4 separate regions of the Mus musculus genome follow, and all the other regions are linked to region 1. A link is a contact called in public Micro-C, capture Hi-C and promoter capture Hi-C data. All regions are on one chromosome and are shown on one strand. Each heading gives the region's core, a stretch centred on a gene start, on an enhancer-like site or on the middle of the called end of the contact. The rest is flanking DNA. Distances are from core to core; before and after follow the strand shown.

Region 1 (3,617 bases), core at 506-3,005:
TTTAAACTACCACAATAGGGAGCTACTGTGCACCTATCTTTGCAAATGCCTTGCCAATACAATCCCACTCAGCCTTTCCCTGGGCGGATCTACCAAATGCTATATAATAGTAAAGTACCTGAGCAATTTAATTTTTTTGGGAAAAAAAAAAAGTGGCTGAACGATCGACCGTGGGACTAATTAAGGGAAGTGCGGATGAGTGGAGCGCAGAGGTGCACACACAAGTTTAAATAACGGGGAGCCAGCACTAGTCCTCTCTGGAGAAAAGCCAGGAAATGAGGCGACTTGAAAAGCTGTTTTTCATCTGCCAGACTTAAGTCTTAGTTAACTGTATTCCCTTTCTGATTCACTGAAGTACCTGCCAGACGCAAAATCAAAACTGTCTTCCGAGAAAGGCTTTGTAGAGAGAATTTTAAGTTCCGTTCGATAGATTCTCAATAAAAGTTCTTAAAACTCCTGTCACGGGTACTTTCATTCCTCGGTTTCTTTAGTGTGAGACACTAAAGAGATTAATCCTTTCTCTGGGATATTTACAACTCGGAGAACGTTAACAGCCCCGTTCAACTGACCTTTTAAAGTGACCTTCCGCTTTTGTGGGGAAAAAAAATTTTTTTAAATTAAAGAAAAACATTCTGGAATCCTAAACTCAACTTCTTTGTTGTGTCCCGGGAATGAAATGCAAGCAGCCCCCAATCCGAAAGGCTAACTTCAGCTCCTTCGGCAACAACAAACAGTTGGCTTCAGCGGCCAAGGATTGCTCGCCAGGCGCCCACCCCCGGGTGCGACACGAGATGCATTCAGGGTGTCTGGGGACCTAGAACCCCGCGGTCTCCCGGGAGACGCGGATACCACCTGCAGCGCGGGCCCCGCCCCAGCGCCCCGGTCCCACGCCGCAGACCCTCCCGCGGCCACGGCGGGGAAGAATGACACGCGCAGCTGTGGGCGACCCAGCCGGCACGCTGCCGCCAGCTGCTTCTTTTAGCTCGACATCCGACCCTGCTCCCCGCCGCCGTCTGCAGCCCGGCCGCTCCCCTCCCCCACCGCAGCGCCCCGGACCCGCGCGTCCCGCATCCCCCCCACCCCCAACACACACACACACATCGCTCCCAGGGCGGGGACCGCGAGCGCTCGGCCGGTTGGCTCACCTCCCTCCTCCGGCCCGCTGTCCAGCTCGGCGTCCGAGGACTCGGGCCCATCCTCGTAGCCCGCCAGCCCCACCAGCTCATCCTCCTCCTCGTCCTCGCCGCCGTCCTCACCCTGCGGCTGCGGCTTGCCCAGCACTTGGCTCATCACGCCCACGCTTGCCTCCAAGGTCCCGCGTGGGCCGAGTGGCCCGCAGCGCCCTGGGGCCGCGCCTGGTGAGCAAGGGGGTGGCAGTGGAGCCCAGCCCCCTCCCTGCCGCTGCTGCCCGAGAAGCCAGCCGGAGCGCGGCAGTTCTCCCCGGGAGCGCGAGGGAGTGACTGCGTGACCCGAGTCACCTGACGCTTGTCACACACACACACACACACACACACACACACACACACACACACACACACGCAGCACCACCGGGCGCGCGCTCGCCGGCCGCAGCCACCGCTTGCTCGGCCACACACGTTCTCCCCCTAGAGAGAATTCGGGTGTCCAGAGCGCACTGGCCACCGCCCTCGGGGACTTCTGCTCGCTTTCTCTGCAAGCGTGGCCCGGGGACCACCCGGACCCTGCCGCCTGCTTTCTGCAGTGCCCCTGGCTTGTGCTGCGGTCTTCAGGCTTTCTACCCACACCCTACCCACCTCCACCCCACCCACCTCCACCCCACCCCAGTCTACCCCACCCCCACTAGGCTGCCCCTCAACTGTGCGGTACTCAGGCCCCACCCCCACCGCCACTCCAGCCTGCGGGAGCTGGGAGAAGTGCACAGTGGTGGGGTAGTTTCCATAGCAGCTGCCTCCTAAAGTGCCTTTTAGTTCAAAGGATTTCCCAGCAAGAATACTCCAAACTGTGGTCTACGTAGACATGTTTCCGGAGAAGTCACATGTCTCGTGATTTATATATAAACATGCTATACTAAATGATTCCTTTGCAACCTTCGGGAAAACCTAAAGTGTATAACGCCCTCGGGGCTTCTTATGCCCCAACTGCTATTGTCTCATTGGTGTAGTCCCACGTGTTTTAGGGCTTTTGTGGGAGGTGAGGGGCAGCTCTCAGATTGGAATAGAAGCGATGTGGGATGAGGAGGTGCTCTCCTCCTTCGCCAGCTGCTCAGCACAGTGTGAGCACCCTTTTCTGGGGTGGGGGGTGAGGGAGAGAAGAGGAGGGAGGGAGGGAGGGGGAGAGGGAGAGAGAGAGGGAGAGAGAGAGAGGGAGAGAGAGAGAGAGAGAGAGAGAGAGAGAGAGAGAGAGAGAGAGAGAGAGAGGAGAAAGTCACGTGCATAAACTTCCTTCAGTTAAACAGCGGGCCAGCAAGGTGATCCGGATCCTGCAGGTGCCAGCAGCTCAGCAGGTGGGGAGAAAGGCAGCTCAGCCTGGACACTTGCGGCCCGGGACAGGGCTTCCTAGGGGTCCTCGGAAAAATCTGGGTAGGAATAGGGTTACTAATCCGTGACGCATGTCCTGGATTTCTTCTAACTGGGTGGCTGCTTTCAACAGGAAAGCTTCTCCAAGGAGAGGCAGTAGAACTCTTGTCTGCATGGTCAAGGTCGTTCCTATGCCACATACAAAGATGTGAACTGAAAAAGGCTTTTGAGCGAAGAAACAGTTTTGCAGATATATAAGCAGCAGAATTTAGGGAGTACAGTCAAAGATTATCAGGTGGGAAGCTCACACCACCTCCAAATTTAGTGGGAGGAAGTGAAGGGAGCCAGTTCTGTAGAGCAGCCAGGTAGCAGCACCCCCACACCACCCCACATCCCCGCCCCCACCCTCCCCACCCTCTGGCCAAGCAGATAACAGAAGAGGGCCCTGGCTGCTTTCCTTCTTCCTATCTCTGTGTGGTCTCCTGGGAATGACTGCCATTGGTCCAACACACCCAGAAACCCGTGGGCAAAGGAAGACTGAAACCAAGTGGAGGCCAAAGGGTGGATGGAGAAAGCCGACTCTCGTTACTCTCCCCACCGGAAGGAAGCAGCCTTTTCTGACCCTCATGAGAACACCTTTACCACAGAGTTGGTAGACGTTTCAAATGAGCCATGACTCTCAGGTGCTCTCAGAACTCATTTCTCACTGGCGATTTTACTTCTATAGCGAAGAGAGTGGGCTTTGTGGCTCATCCGGTTGGTAGTTTTTGTCTCTCCAGCGCCTTGTCAAACCCCATGTGCTGGGCAGCAGCAACTTAATGAGATTGAGGGCAGCTTGAAATCCTTGAATCTCTGCAGGAAGCGGCCTGGGGAGGAAGGGACATTTCCCCAGAGTAGCTGTAAGGCTTTGCGGCTGTCCCAAAGCCAGCTTGCTAGTCTGTGGGGAGGTCTCTAAACTGGCCTATTTCAAGCATCAGAGAGGTCCTTGGGACACCAGGAGATGGCTGCCTAGCAACAGCTCAGATTCAAACATGACTACTGAGCAAGGATGTCTGGTGAACCCAGAGGGGGTCTTCCAGAGAGGACAGTTCACAACTCAACACCCTCACACACAGAAAAGAT
Region 2 (3,617 bases), core at 362-2,861, 410 kb after region 1:
ACACACACACACACACACACGAACATACATGGCAGCTCACAATCATCTGTGGCTACAGTTTCAGGGAATCCAATACCCTCTTCTGGTCTCTGTTGGCCCCAGACACACACGTGGTACAGACAGACATACACACAAACAACTATAAAATAGAAATAAATAAATAAAACTCCACAACAATGAAGAGAGGATATCACAACTCTGGAGGTGTCTTCTCTGTTGTTTAATTTTAGTATGTATTATTTTGTAAGAACGGCAACTATGGAGACCTGATGCAGGGAGTGGTCCTCATCTATAAACACAAGAAGTGAAGGTATGGAAATTAGGAATTCAAGGTCATCCTTAGCTACAAACTGACAAACTGAGTTTAAGGCCAGCATGGGCTACTGAAGACCCTAATTGTTTTGTGTGAAAACATTGACTTTGTGTCTGATGCAGAAGCTGAGAGCAAGCCCAGGCTCTCTCTCTCTCTAGGGCCTTGTCAGTCTCCATGGGGTTTGGAGTTCAGGTCGGTGACATTTTTAAAAAATGATTTATTTATTTTATATATTTGAGTACACTGTCACTGTCTTTAGACACATCAGAAGAGGACTTCAGATACCATTACAGATGGTTGAGAACCACTGTGTGGGTGCTGGGAATTGAACTCAGGACCTCCGGAAGAGCAGCTGGCGCTCTTAACCACTGAGCCATCTCTCCAGCCCCAGGTCTGTGACTTTTAACAGCTTCTCTCTGCCCTTCCTTGCTAAGGCGGTGCTGATGGTTTGGGAACTTCTGCAGTTACATCTGTTTCTGCAACTCCTGCACAGTTATGACCTCAGCAATCTTAGCACTTGGGAGGAGGTGGAGGCAGGAAGATTAAGGCCACCCTCAGAGGCCTGTGGAGTTCCAGGCCAGCCCAGGCTATTAGACCCAGCTCAGGTTGCTTAGGTTTTTTTCTCATATTCAATTTCTTGGCTTGGCCAGCAGATGGCAATGTAAGCCTAAATGTCATGTGCTAGGCTAACCTTTAATACTAACACCAGTCAGAGAGGCTAAACTTACAAGTGTATGTCAGTCAGGTGTGTTGTGTTACACCTTTAATCCCAGCACTTGAGAGGCAGAGGCAGGTGGATCTCTGAGTTTGAGCCTAGCCAAGGTTAAATACCGAGAGCTTGTTTCAGAAAAACTCAACCAACACCCCCACCCCTGCAAGAAACCAAAAAATTGAAAGCGGCCACATTAAATAAAGTAAAAACAAAACAAAACAAAACAATCCAGGTGAGTTTCATTTTAAGAACATGTCATTTATCCCAGTGTATAAAATATTTCTAATGTAATCTATACAAGTTATTTACAAAAAATTCAATGATGAAAAATTAAAATCTAAAGCACATTTTATTGTTCCAGTATTGTTCCACAATTCAGATGGGTCCCCACAAAAGGCTTGCTAGACATGTGTAGGACGTGCCCAGGAATCTTACAGATCTCTCAGGAAAAAGAGTCACTGGAGAAAGCATGTGGGCCTGGGTTTATTGGTGAAGAAAGCAACTTCCTGTTAGGATTCAGAGGGTGGAGTGTTGAGTCTGTGTTCTTTAAGAGGTCAAGGGTATGGCTAGTCTGCCCTGAATCTGGGAGTTATCTGTTGGTTGCATCAGATAGTCATGAGGCTCAGTCCTGGTATTTGTGCCCAGTTGATCACCATGCACAAAGGTAAGCACACTAAAGAATCATTTGCCTTTCCTAGGGCCGGGTGAAAATTCTGTCGGGTTACTTCCTAGCTGTGCACTTACTCCATGTGGCACTTACTATGCCTCCCATGTGGTGAGTGCAGGCAGGACAAATGGCTCCTTTGCAGGCTGTTGGAAAGGCCTTTGCCTGTGGGGCTGTTTCTCCTAGGCTTCCAATGATACAGTGCACTGTTTATCTCCATTTTCCAAGCTTTGGATAACAGACACTCAGATCCTAGATGGTGCCCCAGCAGCACACAGGTCGTCAGTTGGAGACATAGCACCTGGGCATCACAAAAGCTGTGCACCCTTGGGGCTCAGGGGACTTCTATTTCCACTGACAGCAGAGCCATCTTACTTCAGCTCCAGACTGTATTTGCTTACTTGCAGAAAGAAAACATGCCACAGAGCAGATCACAAGGAAAGTCTAAAGGGCTTCCGCACCGAGCGCTACTGTATTTAAAGCCATCTAGACAGCAAACACAGACCAGGTAGACAGGATGGAAGGTTGGCGGGGGAAAGGGAAAATCAACAATGGCAGTGTCAAAGTCCTTGGAGCAAAAGCAAACCACACATGGAATTTCATCAGGGATTGTTGCAATCGGGCTTCGTTTTTAAAGACGGTCAGTGGAGAAGAAAACAGTCAGCCATACATCTTCTTCTCTCTCAGGGGGAAGGGAGCCCTCACTCTTGTGCTGGGTTCTGTTTGTAGATCTGCTAGCCACACAGCAAGGAGGAACTTACACTGACCAGCAGGTGGGAGCACCTGCCTTGTTCCTCAAGGGATGCGGAGGCTCAACCTCAGCCCTCGGCTGTTTCCAAGGCAACGGGCGGGCATTCCTGGAGATGAGGGGCAGCCCTGGGCCTTTCCAGAGGAATATTTTCACAAGCTTTTGTGTGCATCCATGTACCCCACACAGGGCTGAAAACTAGGTAATGTGACAACGTCTTGGAAAGCCGACCAGCTGCGAGAAAGCTCACGCCTCTGCTCTTTCCTCCAGGAGATTAATACAACGTACACAAGCTTGTACAGCTTGCTGTTTGAGTCAGTGCTCCTGCCTAACATATCCTTCCAGACGGTACTTCTCATCAGAGGTGTTTACTCTCTGGGTCCCCAGAGACAGCACAGAGTAGACAATATGACACAATGAAACATTCTGCTAACTCTCGCCCCCACCTGTCCGAATAGCCTGCTGTTATGGCCAGTGGACTCTGGGCAGGGAGGCTGCACGGTAGACAGGCCTGGGAGATTTGTAGGCGATGAATCTCTTTAGTTGTGGACTGCTTTGGTTTTTGGTTAAGGCTTGGAGACAGAGGAATAGTCACTGAGTCAGCAGGCCAAATGTGAAAGAGGGTACTATTGGCCACTGCTGCGGTTTGCACAATATGTTCCTGTTGGTCATACCAGTCTTGCCAAAGTGCTGACTCTCTCCCTGCCTCTGGAACCCACAGGAAGTGCAGGATTAGAGGTCATTTTTCAGTATGGGACCTACACTGCTCGCCAGCAATGCCCGGAGGAAGGTTAGACTTTGTGGGAGTCCCAGCTTTTTAGCAGTCTGTGAAATCAATTCCTGCAGTTTGTAGCCAGGGACCCCTGACCTAGAGATGGCAAAGGGCAGAGAACCTTCTGCATGAGACCTAACCTGCCTTCTCGGCACACTTACATGGCCAGAGAGAAAACCTAGACAGGGAGGCTGGGAGATCACTGCTGCCTAACGACTGCCCACATCCTGTAGCCTAAACCATTTCCCTCATTTCAATTAAGATATCACTGAAAAGCTAATTTCCTATAAAGAATTCAAAGATGAGACAAAAGAGGAAAAGTTCCTGCTCTTAAGCAATGCTTATTCTGCCCTGGTGCATTTCTCTACAATGTTTGCTCTGCACAGTTTTTATGGAATTGTGACAGTG
Region 3 (3,617 bases), core at 289-2,788, 330 kb before region 1:
ATTTTGAAGGTGGCAAAAATTCTGAGACTCCCTAAATTTAATTCCAAATGACGCCAGAAAAGATACCCAGTTAACCACCACATCCTGACCCACGCATAACACAACTGTTTCTTCCTATATGTGCTGAAATCTTCACATAAGCTCCATCCTAAAACTTCCTGCTTTGTGTTACCCAGCACAGCTTTAAAACAAAAAGTTACAGTTTTAATATACAGGTTTTAGCTCAAGAGTTAAGAAAAAGCCGGGCGTGGTACACGCCTTTAATCCCAGCACTCGGTAGGCAGAGGCAGGCGGATTTCTGAGTTCGAGGCCAGCCTGGTCTACAAAGTGAGCTCCAGGACAGCCAGGGCTATACAGAGAAACCCTGTGTCGAAAAAATACAAAACAAAACAAAAAAAAAAAAAAGAAAAAAGAAAGAAAGAAAAGAAAAAGAGAGTCACTCAGAATAAAGACAACCAGAAAGCAAGGGTGTGGGCTTCTAAGAGAGTGTGGGTACCAGCTAGCTCCTCAATAGGGAGCCACAGCTCACTGTATTTTGCCTGGTGTTCAGATAGCTAAAAAGAGAGAAAGGAAACGCTTATGTCTCATAACTCCGATAAGGAGACTTAGCAGATCTTTGCAAACACCTGCCCGATAATTACTCTATAGCTGAGTAAATCCTGTGAAAACAGAACTTGTATTCCTTCCTCAATTTTAATCACAAAAATGTTTTTGGCTTCTAGGTCCAGCAGACAAAGTTCCTAATTGCTATCTAACCCGGTTGCTGGTAACTGTGGAGCCTGGTCCTTTAAAGTTACCATGTGCGATGTCTCCACGGATTCAGAGAACTGTGCCTCCGTTATTTCATGTGTATTCCCTGGAATACATGTGTGTGGTCCAAAACTATCAAACTGTACACTTTGAAGTCACTGTTCTTTTAGCCAAGCAGTGACCCGAGCCTATAATCCCAGCTCGCAAGTTCGGGGATGAGTCCACTATACGTCAAACTCAAGATGGCAACATTCCGCAAAAAGTCAATTTTTAATAACAAAACCAAAAGTCCCCCGCTATCCAGCCTCGCGTCTCTTTAAGCTTTCCTTCAATTTCCAGGCTCACACCCAGCTACTCTCTTTCCGAAAACAAGTCTCGCCAAGACAGCGAGACCCAGTCTCCAAAATATCACAAAGAGGTTCACAAACTTTAAGCTCTAGAAGCGTCTGGTCCACCTCCGGTCCTCACTCCTCCGCCTTGCGGGAGTCCCGACTGGCGACCACCAAGCGCGCGGTCCCCCAGGCCCGGCCGGCGCAGTGAGATTCGAACCCTCCCGCAGCCCCCTCCCGGGTACCTGCCACCGGCTGACCGCGCCGCGGACAGTTCAGCCACCGCGGCGGGATCTTGTTGTAAGCCATGTCTGTGCCGCCTCGCCGATAGCTCCACAGCAAACCAGCCCGGACCCCAACGGCAGCAGCTCTACCCGGGTCCTCAGCGGCGCGCCACTTTCATTCAGGTTCGACTCCGCGGCTCCCGGCGAACCCACAATGCACTGCGACTTCCGCCCCAAAGGGCCCGCCCCCTTTCTTCCGAGGTCAGGCGAAATGGAAGCCCCGCCCAAGTGAGGGAGGGGAAGCTGCTGAGAACTAGATAGGCGGTTCCACCTGGCCCGCCCCCTTCAGCCCCGCCCCTGTATCTCAGGGCGCCGGCCTCTGCCACGCCCCGCCCCTGTTTTGCCTTTGTGAGTACTCTAATGACTGGTGTCTCTTTTTTTCCATCTAAACCGGAGAAACCCCCAAAGTAGAAGGAATCCAAGCTTCTTTCCACCTGTGGACTGACCTGCTACATTCAGAAGGGTATTTCACAGGTGAAAAAGTGCTTTTCCGTTAATCATAGCTCAAATTTGATGTCTCTGCTGGATCTGGGTCATTTGAGAATCCTCCCTTTACCTGCATCAAAAAGTCCGGAAAACCAGAGTCTAGGTTATTATAAATGAGTTTTCTTTTTTTGGCGAAGTGTAGGGGACGTGCTTCCGACGACCCATAAAACATCAAAAATTAGTTCCAGAAGCCTTAAGACTATCATTTCTGGAGCAGATGGTTTTGATGTGGTGTTTGTTTGTTTTGTTTATTGCTGGTTTTCACCTTTTTTTTTTTTTTTTTTTTTTTTTTTTTTTTGGTTTTTCGAGACAAGGTTTCTCTGTATAGTCCTGGCTGTCCTGGAACTCACTTTGTAGACCAGGCTGGCCTCGAACTCAGAAATCCACCTGCCTCTGCCTCCCGAGTGCTGGGATCAAAGGCTTGCGCCACCACACCCGGCTTCGCCCATTCTTGAGATTTAAAACACCATATGAAAAGCTGTAGCTATAAGCTTGGTTGTGGGCCACTAGGAGCAAGCTGGTTCTTCCTTATAATCCCTTCAGTCATCAACTTGACATGCCTGAGAAGAGGAAACCTCGATTGAGGACCTAATTGACCTGTGGCCCTGTCTATTGGGCATTTTCTTGATTGCTAATTGTGGTGGTTTGACTGTGCTTTGCCCATGGGAAGGGGCACTGTTAAGTATGGCCTTATTGGAGGAGGTGTAGCCTTGTTAGAGGAAGTGTGTCACTGTGGGGTGGGCTTTGAGGTCTCTGTGTGTGTGCGTGCGTGTGTGTGTGTGTGTGTGTGTGTGTGCACGCGTGCGCGCACGCACGCACGCTCGCACATGATCAAGTCTGGCAGAGACAGTCTCCTCCTAGCCGCAGTTGGATCAAGACATAGAACTCTCAGCTTTCTCCAGCACCATGTTTGCCTGGATACTGCCATGTTTCATGCCTTTATGATAATGGACTGAACATCTGAACCTGTAAGTCAGCTACAATTAAATGTTGTCCTGGTCATGGTGTGACTTCACAGCAATGGAACCCCAAACTATGACACTAATCAATGGCAGAGAGCCAAGCCATTCCTGATCCGATGGGTTAGTGGTTCTCAACCTTCCTAATGCCGAGACCCTTTTAATACAGCTCCTCATGATATGGGGCCCCAGCCATAAAATTATTTTTGTTGCCACTTCATAACTTAATTTTGCTACTGTTATGAATTGTAATGTAAAAATTTTTTAATTTTTGAAGATAGAGGTTTTCTAGGGACTTGCAACCAGGAGGTTGAACACCAAAATCAACTGGCAAGGCTGTATAGGGAAGCTAGCTGAGCAAGCCAGGGATGTCAGCCTGAGTTTCTCCAGAGTTCCTGCCTTCAGGCTCCTGCCCTTGCTTCCTTTCTTGATGGACCAAAAGGCCAAAGAAATCCTTTCCTCCCGAAGGAGCTTTCAACCAGGGTTTGATTTACAGTGACAACAAAAGTAATCAAACGAAGGCTCAAAAGAATAAATCTAAATCCTACCTCTGGCCTTAGGTGAAGGGAGGCACAATCTGACTAAATTTACAGCTTTTTTTTTTTTTTTTACTATTGATCCCACCCTTTAGAGTGTCAATCATCTGACCAGGAGAGCTGCTAGTTTGCCTAGGCAGGCCTGCTGAGGAGTTGGAAGGAATAATTTCTGCTTATTCTCCCCCTAATGAGATACTGTATTTACATACCCAAAGTCCTCCCCCCCCCCCCCCGTAATAGAGTTACTTAAAGATTTTCACTAATTCTCTCTGC
Region 4 (3,617 bases), core at 405-2,904, 290 kb before region 1:
CGTTGAGGCCAGAGAGAATTGCTAGATTTCTAGAAGTTCAAGACCTCCCTTGAAGTAATGCTCCCCTGATCTTTACCCTGTGTAGCTTCACCTAGACTCCAAAACTTACTGACCAGAGTAGAAAGAAAACTTACATGACAGGAAGTGGAATGTTCCTCTGCCAGCTTATTTTTTTAATACCCCCACTCCCCACCTCCACTTAGGAAGTCCCACCCCTCAGCCTCTCCTGCCCCTTCCCCATCTCTGCTGGAAACAACGCCCCCTGCTCATCCACTTTCCCCTTCCCTGGTTTCATTTTCACTTCTGGACACAACCTCGGCATTTTCCATTTACTGTAATCCCAGCACTCTGGAGGCTGAGGCAGGAGGCTTGCTGTGAGTTTCAAGCCAGCCTGAGCTACAGAGTAAATTAAGTTAGTCTGGGCTACAAAGCAAGACTGGACTCAAAGTTTTTTAAAAATCCCATTTATAGACACTGAGTATGTAAAAACAAAGTATTTGAAAAAAGTAGAGGAACCCTATTATTATTAACAACACGGAGATGATTCATTTGGAAAACAAAATAAAATTTGAAAGTCAAGAATGCTAGCCTGTAAACCTAGCAGGAGGATCAGGCATTTAGTTTATCCATAGGTACATATGGTGTTGAAGGCCAGCCTGAACTACATGAGACTAAGTGGGACTTACAGAAGTTTGCCACCAACCTCACCAATGAGGTCACATATGAAACACACACACACATATGCATACATGTGCACGCACACACAATTTGTTTATGGTGAGGATGTGGATTTTTGAGACAGGGTCTCACATAACTCCGGCTGGTCTCAAACTCCTATGATGGTTTGTTTTGACTGGCACTTTGATAGGATCTAAAATCACCTAAAAGATGGGACTCCTAGTGTACGGCCATAATGGCCCAGGGTTACGAAGGAAGGTTTCAGGGAACTTCAACACTGGATACTTCAAACATCAGAAGGCAGGAGTTGGCTACCCCCTCCCATCCTGGCCCCATAAAGCCAGCTAACCCACCAGCAACCCTAGGAATGATTTATCACCCTGAGACTTATCAGGTTTCAGTCCTTGGTTGACCATATAAGGTTTGTCCCTCCCAGCTGGGACTCTACAACCCCTAAGTATGTAGATGGAGCATCATCCAACATCCCTGCCTTGGCCAAAGGGGCACAGTCACATAACCCTTGCCTTAGAGACCCTGGCCACCTCCCCAGGAGCATTAATATCTGCTTTACACCCCCCCCACACCCCCAGCAAATGAACCAGTGCCCTGAAGCTGTTCCCAGGTGTGGGTTGCGCACACACTTGTCACTGTCACTGACCAAGCTCCTGCACTATGCTCACCCACGCCTGGCTAAGTTTCTTGCCGACATTCAGGCCAGCTCAGTGCACAAGGGGCCTGACTACCATAACAGAGAGGCAGACACAGGTAGCATCCTAGCATGGCTGTGGGGGGTTTCTTAACTATCTTATTATGCGGGAAGACACATCTTAATTGGGCCTGGGACTATTCCTTAGACGGGATCCTGAACTGTGTAGAGGGGTTGCTAGGTAGTAACAAGTATGCGTCGCTCTCTTTTTCTGAGACTTAAGGCTGGGAACAAGCAAAAGAAACTTATTCTATGTACTACCATTTCGTTTTCAGAAACTAAACTCAAGGTCCCAGGCCCTAGGGGAGCTGAGGACTTCCCTATAGCGGAACAGCTTGTGATATAAACAGTTGTCTGAGTCCAGACATCTCAGGGACAACTTGTAAGTGAAAGTATAACAACATAAAAACAGAATTCTAGGCCTTTAGGCCCAGGCTTGGGAATGTGGCCTTTGTAAAGGTATGCTAATCATAAAACACATAGCGACATTCCTCCACCCACCCGCTTCCTGGGTTCAAAGAGTGCTCATTCAAAGAAAGTCACCCAGAACCTGCAATGCAAATGTGCTATTGTTAGGGGCTCTTAGAAGCAGTCCTGAGAGTTAACAATTACCAGGTATTCCTTGTGACTCTTGTAACTTTACACTTCCTTGTGACTCTTAACTGGTATCTTTGGTATCTTCCAACAACGCCCTCCCCACTTCCTTAAGTTGTGGTTTCTTCTTTTAAATACCCCCTTACCCAGCTACTCGGGGCGCCACGGTCCTCTACCCCTGTGTGGTGTATGACCATGGGCCCGAGAGCGCTCTTGAATAAAAATCCTCTTACAATTTGCAGCAAGACCCGTTTCTTGTGGGTGATTTTGGGGTGTCGCCTCTCCTGAGTCAGAACGTGGGGGAGCCCTCACATTGTGGGTCTTTCATAAGGAGACAGTTGTCTGAATCCAGCCATCCCAAGGACAACTTCTTCATCTTGCTGGCAGGATGAAACAAGTTCAAGTTTCCAGGCCTAGGAATGAACACCTAGCCCACTTCTCCAATGTTTTTGGTTTTTTGGTTTTTTTTAACAAAATAAAGACTATAGAAATTGCTGTTGTCTAAACCAGGGTGCATAAGTTGTAAAAATGCATAACCAATCGCCTGTTCTGCCCTAATTAATTACATGCAGCTGGCCTGCTCCTTTGTCCCCTTCTCACTCTGAGCGCCAGACATAATGTCTAAGAGAATGAATTAAGGACCTCGAAGCCAGGTATCTTGGATACGGATACTACCTTGCTTAACCCATACTGTTAAAATACAATTGGAGCTCCCCCTCCCCCCAGCCTCCCCCTTGCTTTGTGTTCCCATGCTTTAAAAATGTTGTACACTCTCCCTTTAGGGATACAGTTGAGATTCCCAAATTGCGCGCCTTCTTGAGTACTCAGAAAATAAAGCTTTCATTTTAAAGTTTCCTTGGCTTAAACCCTGATCCCAACAAATGTGATCAGCTGCTTCAACTTCCAGCTGCCTTGACTTCCCCTGCACGACGGGCCAGACCTTCAACCAGGAACTGAAGTAAACCCTTCTTCCTTATGCTGCCCTACTAGAGTCTTCTATCATAACAACAGAACAAAGCCTAAGACACCTCCATCTGTGTTGTGGATCAGGACGTGAACTCTCCACTGCTGCTCCAGCACCATGCCCTCCTGCCTGTTGCCTTGTTCCCTGCCCTGATGGTGATGGAGCCCTGTGCCTCTGGAGCTGTAAGACCCCAATCCCTTCCTTCTAAAAGTTTCATGGCATTGTATCACAGCAATAGGAAAGAAACTAACTCAGTTTCTTATTGGGATGACTTTAAACTCCTGGTCCTTCTTCCTCTGTCTCCCAAGAGCAGACATTCTGTAGATGCCTGTCCAACTAGCTTTTGTTTCCTTTAAAATTTACTTTGTTATTATTTTCATGTGTATGAGTGTTTGCCTATATGTAAGTATGTGTACCGTGCTCATGCCTGGTTTCTGAAAACGCCATGTCCAGACTGGAACTGGAGAGCAACTGAACCCAGGTCCTTTGCAGGAGCAACAAGTGCTCTCTAAAATTGTTGGACCATCTGTGGGTATTCTTTCTTCTGCACTCAGTGTGTGTGTGTGTGTGTGTGTGTGTGTGTGTGCTCACACATGTGAGCACCTATGCAATATTGGGGATGCCTGAGGAGGCTAGGGGCATCAGAGCCCTTGTAGCTGAAGTTATGGGGGTTGT

Evidence for each region. Promoter capture Hi-C pulls out the DNA fragments that hold promoters and counts their contacts. A called contact is a pair of places that touch in the nucleus more often than the background predicts. Capture Hi-C pulls out chosen DNA fragments and counts their contacts.
Region 2: a promoter capture Hi-C map of the C10 cell line shows a contact between it and region 1. The contact joins the promoter of Bach2os here to the promoter of Rragd in region 1. A contact is called at or near these places in 2 of 39 promoter capture datasets (the C10 cell line and pre-B cells) and 5 of 115 datasets of contacts at active chromatin or transcription factors (embryonic stem cells, epiblast stem cells, memory CD8 T cells and 1 more).
Region 3: a capture Hi-C map of macrophages shows a contact between it and region 1, with 6 times the contacts expected there. The contact joins the promoter of Rngtt here to the promoter of Rragd in region 1. A contact is called at or near these places in 15 of 39 promoter capture datasets (the 3T3-L1 cell line, the C10 cell line, the HPC-7 cell line and 8 more), 4 of 484 Hi-C or Micro-C datasets (the N1E-115 cell line, embryonic stem cells and granulocyte-monocyte progenitors), 8 of 115 datasets of contacts at active chromatin or transcription factors (cardiomyocytes, effector CD8 T cells, embryonic stem cells and 1 more) and 2 of 9 other capture datasets (embryonic stem cells and macrophages).
Region 4: a contact with region 1 is called in a Micro-C map of embryonic stem cells, with 1.9 times the contacts expected there. The contact joins the enhancer-like site here to the promoter of Rragd in region 1. A contact is called at or near these places in 2 of 39 promoter capture datasets (the HPC-7 cell line and embryonic stem cells), 1 of 484 Hi-C or Micro-C datasets (embryonic stem cells), 3 of 115 datasets of contacts at active chromatin or transcription factors (all in embryonic stem cells) and 1 of 9 other capture datasets (embryonic stem cells).

Annotation. Positions count from the first base shown.
Region 1 is chr4:32,981,136-32,984,752 of GRCm38.p6, reverse strand. Rragd (Ras-related GTP binding D) reads right to left here and starts at 1,755. Exons shown (of 7, transcript NM_027491.2): 1 at 1,146-1,755. The coding sequence starts at 1,290.
Region 2 is chr4:32,569,656-32,573,272 of GRCm38.p6, reverse strand. Bach2os (BTB and CNC homology 2, opposite strand) reads left to right here and starts at 1,611. Exons shown (of 5, transcript NR_026843.1): 1 at 1,611-1,689. The region is part of intron 3 of Bach2 (BTB and CNC homology, basic leucine zipper transcription factor 2); the gene reads right to left.
Region 3 is chr4:33,308,232-33,311,848 of GRCm38.p6, reverse strand. Rngtt (RNA guanylyltransferase and 5'-phosphatase) reads right to left here and starts at 1,538. Exons shown (of 16, transcript NM_011884.3): 1 at 1,325-1,538. The coding sequence starts at 1,388.
Region 4 is chr4:33,268,563-33,272,179 of GRCm38.p6, reverse strand. No RefSeq gene overlaps it. Among named protein-coding and RNA genes, the nearest start is that of Pnrc1, 22 kb to the right of the region's middle. Within about 2 kb of position 1,654, at least 22 of the 459 cell types and tissues checked have an H3K27ac peak or open chromatin away from gene starts, as enhancers often do. A contact at or near this core is called in embryonic stem cells, where this site is marked.